2 separate regions of the Pelodiscus sinensis genome follow, and region 2 is linked to region 1. A link is a contact called in public Hi-C data. All regions are on one chromosome and are shown on one strand. The core of a region is the stretch at or near the end of the contact, and the rest is flanking DNA. Distances in the headings are between cores, read along the strand shown. Region 1 holds the start of ZNF839 (zinc finger protein 839). Region 2 holds the start of HSP90AA1 (heat shock protein 90 alpha family class A member 1).

What was found. Hi-C and Micro-C count contacts between places; a contact is called where the count stands out from the background.
Region 2: a Hi-C map of liver shows a contact between it and region 1, with 4 times the contacts expected there. The contact joins the promoter of HSP90AA1 here to the promoter of ZNF839 in region 1. A contact is called at or near these places in 3 of 5 Hi-C or Micro-C datasets (blood, liver and an unstated tissue).

Annotation. Positions count from the first base shown.
Region 1 is chr4:22,176,594-22,179,293 of ASM4963464v1, forward strand. It overlaps ZNF839 (zinc finger protein 839), which reads right to left and starts at 1,362. Exons shown (of 8, transcript XM_014571980.3): 1 at 720-1,362. The coding sequence starts at 1,232. TRNAI-AAU (transfer RNA isoleucine (anticodon AAU)) reads right to left here and starts at 2,595; the gene lies at 2,522-2,595.
Region 2 is chr4:22,312,962-22,315,661 of ASM4963464v1, forward strand. HSP90AA1 (heat shock protein 90 alpha family class A member 1) reads left to right here and starts at 1,255. Exons shown (of 11, transcript XM_006119990.3): 1 at 1,255-1,414.

The DNA of each region.
Region 1 (2,700 bases), core at 112-2,611:
GACTGACAAATTACATTGGCCTAATCACTGTAAAGTAGTTCTTCCAAGTCATGTTGGACAACTGCTTATTCTGCCAGACTAGAACATAGGGCAACCCACACCTATTACCTTCATTCAATCATGCACATTCTACCTTGTTTGAAAATGAGCTGCTCCCAACACCAGTCTTCCAACTATAAGACTAATGCCTGGAGAAATCTAAATTCCAAGGTAAATGAAAGTGATCAGGGAGTTAAAGTCAGCAGCGGAGCTAGTGCAGTAGCTCTCAGTACAGTTCAATCATTGAGAGAGATGCCCATGATTATTCACTGTCCTACACATTCTAGTACCCAGTCCCAATTTTATACCAGAGACCACTTTCCCATTCACTTGAACCTTTGGTTCTCTATAGACATCTCCTCTACCCCTTTGTTTACCTTGTGTACAAGGCACCTGGTGGTACCGATAGCTTTGCCCTCCTGAAGGGCAACCTGCTGGGCCACATTCTGCAACTGCTGTGCTGCATTGTGCATGATACTCGTTACCAGCTGAGACTCCGTGGCAGCAGTCAGGCTAGAGCCCTGTGGGGTTCCACTCATCCCTGATGCTGGGGGCCTGAAGCTAGTCTCCTGGGGTAGGGGGTATCCCCCACCTCTGGGAGAAGACAACATCACTGAGGACCCAGTGCCAGCTCCAGAGGAGGGAAGAGGGGGTGGTGGCTGCTTCTGGGTCCTGCTCACTTGTTCGATGACCCTCTGGAGCTCCTCTGGCGCCAGGAGCGTCGCTGGGGCCTGCTGGCCGGGAAGCTCGGCCTGACTCTTCTCCGCAGGCAAATTCCCCATCAGCTCAACGGCCTGGTTGTCGGTCGCTGCCACCAGCTGCTCCTCGGCGCTCAGCTCAGCCCCCTGCACCAGGCTCCCCGCTGGCTGCAGGAAGAGGGTGGTGCAGATGGCAGAGGGACTGGCCGCCAGGCTCTGCGACAACTCCTCGATCACCGCCAGCGCTTGCGATCCCTCCTCAGCGGGGAATCTAGGCTCCAGGGCGCCCAGCAGGCCCCCACCCTCCACCGGACACAGCAAGTCACCCCTGGCCACGGCCGCCCCCGGGGGATGGTCAGGCCCCAGCAGCCCAACGCCCTCCCCAGCCGCCGCGCTGAGGAGAGCCCCGCGGGCAGCGGCCGGTCCGGGGGGCTCTTCCTCAGCAGGGGGTGGCGGCGCCGCGATCTCTCCTCCCCCATCCTCGGGAGCCGCCATCTTGGCAGGTGTCGGGGGGCGGGAGGCACATTCGCCCCGCAGACCTTAAAACTCCGGAGGGAACCTAGAGGAACCGGCAATGAGGGAGCCAGCCAATAGGGACGGCGGGTGCGGCCTTCACTCAGCATCACGGAAGGGGCGGAGTCTTAAGGACTACAGGGGCCCCGCAGTGTCAAGACGCTTTCGAAAGCGTTTTCCTGTGAGATGGCGTGTAGTGCAAATACAGTTGAAGTCGATACACACAATATACTCATTCAACAGTAGTCCCGTGCAATAGTGTTCAGTGCACCACACGGCATACAATGCAATTCAGAGGGTGCCAATACCTCTATCTAAACAGATTTGGTACACCATGGGATAGAGAAAAATAATCTGAAATTGATAACAATATTTTTAAAGAGTAAAAATAAACCTTTTTTTAGTAAAGTAAATTGTAGCCAAACCAAGCGTTAGTCTGTTTTTGAAACACACAAGATATAATCGCCTAATTAAAGGGTCTTCATGGACAATGACAGGTCAATTTTACCCACAAAGTCACTGTCTTAACATTTTGGCTCTGATCCTGCAAAGATGTGTGTATTTAGCTTACTTTCATTCGGTGGGATTACATCCATGCATAATTTTACAATGAAAGCACTCTGCCCTGACTTTTAATAATTTAATTAGAAATATTTTCTTTTCTCATGCATTACAATATTTTAAACCACTAATTTTCAGAGTAACATATTTTTTCAAGGGAAACTGGCTTTTTTTTCTTTTAAACGTTACTTTCTAGTTAATTAAAGCAAAAATCAAAAGGTACTATTTGAAATTTGAGGAGGGACTATTTTACATCTAAAGTGTGCTGTGTGTTCCTATTTTGCTGAATATATCAAAACTATTATTTTGTATTGCACCGAGTAACAAAACACATTAAAAGCCAAATATGAGTGTGCTTCATATATATGATTCGGGGACTGAACAGAAAAAGATCCGATTAAACATATGGACTAGAAAATACATAAAAAATACTGCTGAACGCTTGCATAATGGATATACCTGAAGAAATGCGACAATGTTTAAAGTCCTCAAGCAAAAGTGCCCCCTAAAAACTGTGGTGCTGCATTATCAGGTTATAGCTCTTTAAAAAGCTTGACGGAGAGTCAATTTAAAGTAAAATAACCGTAGTCATTATTTTATAGTGACGTTTGCATTTAAATATGAGTGCATTACTCTGTGTTTAATCCATCAAAACATATTAATGGAAATTTAAAGTACTGGAAGAAATTTGAAAATAAAAAGTTCCCTTGTGGCCCGTACGGGGATCGAACCCGCGACCTTGGCGTTATTAGCACCACGCTCTAACCAACTGAGCTAACCGGCCACTTGATGCAAGGCGTGCTTCGTTTACCCTTATAAGAAGAACAAATGGGATATTTTTGTTTTCTAACTATATTTCTATTGTGCTTACTTTAGATATTACCTCTTG
Region 2 (2,700 bases), core at 5-2,504, 140 kb after region 1:
CTTTTGGGGAGGATTTCAATTTTTAAAAATTTCAGTTTCTGATTTTGTTTCGTTTGGGCTCAAAATTTGCTGAACTAGACTATTAAACCCTTTACTTTAAATGCAAGGTCTGTTCTCTCTGCATGGCAGTCAAGTCCTAAATTTAGTGAAGGAAGCGCAACAAGAGGGGGGGGGAGGTAGCAGCTAGGCAGAGAAGCACCAGTGAAGCCCAATGCAGTAGACAGGCAAGAGCTAGTATGTGGTGAGATTAGGGAGTGCCCCCCACATCTTTCAGTACAAAGTGACATGTGAGGGGGCTGCCCCAGGAACTTTCAGTGCAGCATGGCATGTTGTGGGTGACCCAAAGCCACCCAGTCGTGTATGCGGATCACCTCAGGGCTGCAGTGACGAACCCAGGCCGCAGTACCATGCAGTATAGTGTGGGGAGGCACCCTAGAGTCACGCAAGAGCCTGAGGGGATGTCTCAGGCTAATGCACTGAGGCGTGGCATGGGGAAGATGCGCCCCAGATCTGTACACTGCAGCGGGGCACGATGGCGCCCCAAGGCCGTGCATGTAAGGTGGCATGGGGGGAGAGGCACCCCGGACCACGCATGAAACGCGGAACGGGGGGAGAGGCGCCCTAGAGCCATGCAGCATGATAGGAAGGGGGGGGGGGGGGGTCGCGCAGTGAAGCATGGAAGGGAGCACGCGACGGGGCTCCCCGGGGCCACGCACCGAAACGCAGAGACCCTGAAGGGAAACGCAGCTGGAGGCGGGGTAGCGCCCCCCAGCTCTCACACGAGGTGCGGGAGGCAGAGAGAAGCGCGTCGCTTCTGGCTGCTTCTAGGACCTTCTGCGGGAAGCAGGGTGAGGGCGGGAGGCAGAGCCCGAGAGGCGGGACTTACAGAGGCTGATGGATTCCGCCTCCTTCTAGGATGTTCGGAGGGGAGGAGATCGGCTCCGGCTTGCAATGAATGAAGTCACCTTGCAGCGTGCGCACTAGCTCTCCCCGCCCTTTCCGAAGCCAACCGGTGACAGTTGACCTCGCGCAAGCGCATTTCCCATCCCCGTCTTCAGAGGCGACAATTGGAAATGGAGCGCGCGTGCGAGCCGGGCTCCGCATGACGCATGCGCAGTCGCCTCAGCGAGGCGCCAGACGAAAAACGCATGCGCAATCCGAGAACGGTTCGCCCAGCGCACGCGCATTTTGATCGCAGCAACCGCCCCCCTCCGTCAGCCCCTCCCCCAGTGATGAAGGTTGGAGTTACCCACCCCCGTGCCTGTCAGTGAAGGTTCCCGATGGTTCTGGAAGGAGGCGGCGCCGGGAGTATATAAGCCGGGCGGGGGGCGGCGAGCCGCCAGTTCCGTTACTGCGGAAAGAGGAGGACGCTTAACTTAGAGGAGCAGGAGCCCCAAGAACACTCACCGCCAAGGTGAGGCGCGAGGAGCGGTGGCTGGAAGATCGACCCCAGGATGGTTTTTTCCTCAACGGGCTCGTTCTCTAGCTGAGCCTGGAACCGTGGCTTAGATTGATGGCGGAGCCTTTCCGCGCCGTGTGGTGGAGCAGGCTGCCCTGCTTGCGGGGGTGGGCAGTGCGGGGGGGCGATGTGAGGGGCGCAGCCCACAGTGCCTGGCGCACAGCGGTGCTGGGCGTTAAGGGGCGTTCGTGGCCCTTAGGTGGCTGCTGAGGAGGAAGAGTAGGTGGGAGCGGGGAGACGCAGTATGTAGGGGGCCCGCCCCCTTGGGTACCCGCCTGGCTCACATGCAGGGGGGGGATGATGGAGACCGGCAGCAGGAGGAGGGGTCTATTGGGAAGAGGGCTTGTCGCGCGGCACGGGGGGGGCACCGGCTTGGGGAGGGGAGGGTCCGCTGGGCGCGGGACTTGCGCTTGCGGCTGGGGGGGGAGGTGGAGGTGGAACGAGGGGGAGGAGAGGAAGGCTCTCGCAGTTTCTAGAATCTGTTCCAGGTCTGGATCTGTAGGGGGCGCTGTGCTCCCATGTTTGTCAGTGCCCACTCTCCCATGCCTGTGGTGTCTAGCCTGCCTGAACTGCTGTAGAAAGTACCCTTGGGGATCTGGACTGACCCAATTCTCGGTGGCTATCTGTAGTGCAGTGCATTTTACTAGTTACTGCAATGGAAAAGTAGCTAGTGAGGTCTCCCTTCAGTTGGATTTGATTTAAATGCTGCAGTGCAAGTTTAAACAGTCATGGCACTGGGCTCCCCTGACTGGCAAAACCAGTTTTTCCTGCATGACCAATAGATTGTTACCTCTGATGTATAGATACCTAGCAAGAGATGGCACTCTTCTCTGTTAAAAGAACCTGTGTTGTTACAAGCTGAAAGTGTATGAGCTATAATGTTCTGTGGTCTTTAGGAGAAAGCTCCCAGTAGGACTGAGTATTCAGCCAAAACAAAAAAATTGACTATTTGACACTAACCAGATTATCCAGGTATGTCTTGCAAGTCACATTCTAGATCCAAATGTTGTATAAAGTGAAACTTAATTTTTGAAAGTTAGATTCTGTAATGTTAACTTACTGTATTCAGCACTTAGTATTGTTCTTGCAATTCTGTATGCTCTGAGTTTTAAAGATGCATGGTAGGCAATTGGACAAATTACTGCCACATTAAACCTTCGTCCTCTTGAGGAGCTGAGACTTGTACTTATCTGTCACTGACAGGCCTTCCTAGACAAGGGTTATAAATGAGCTGGACTGCC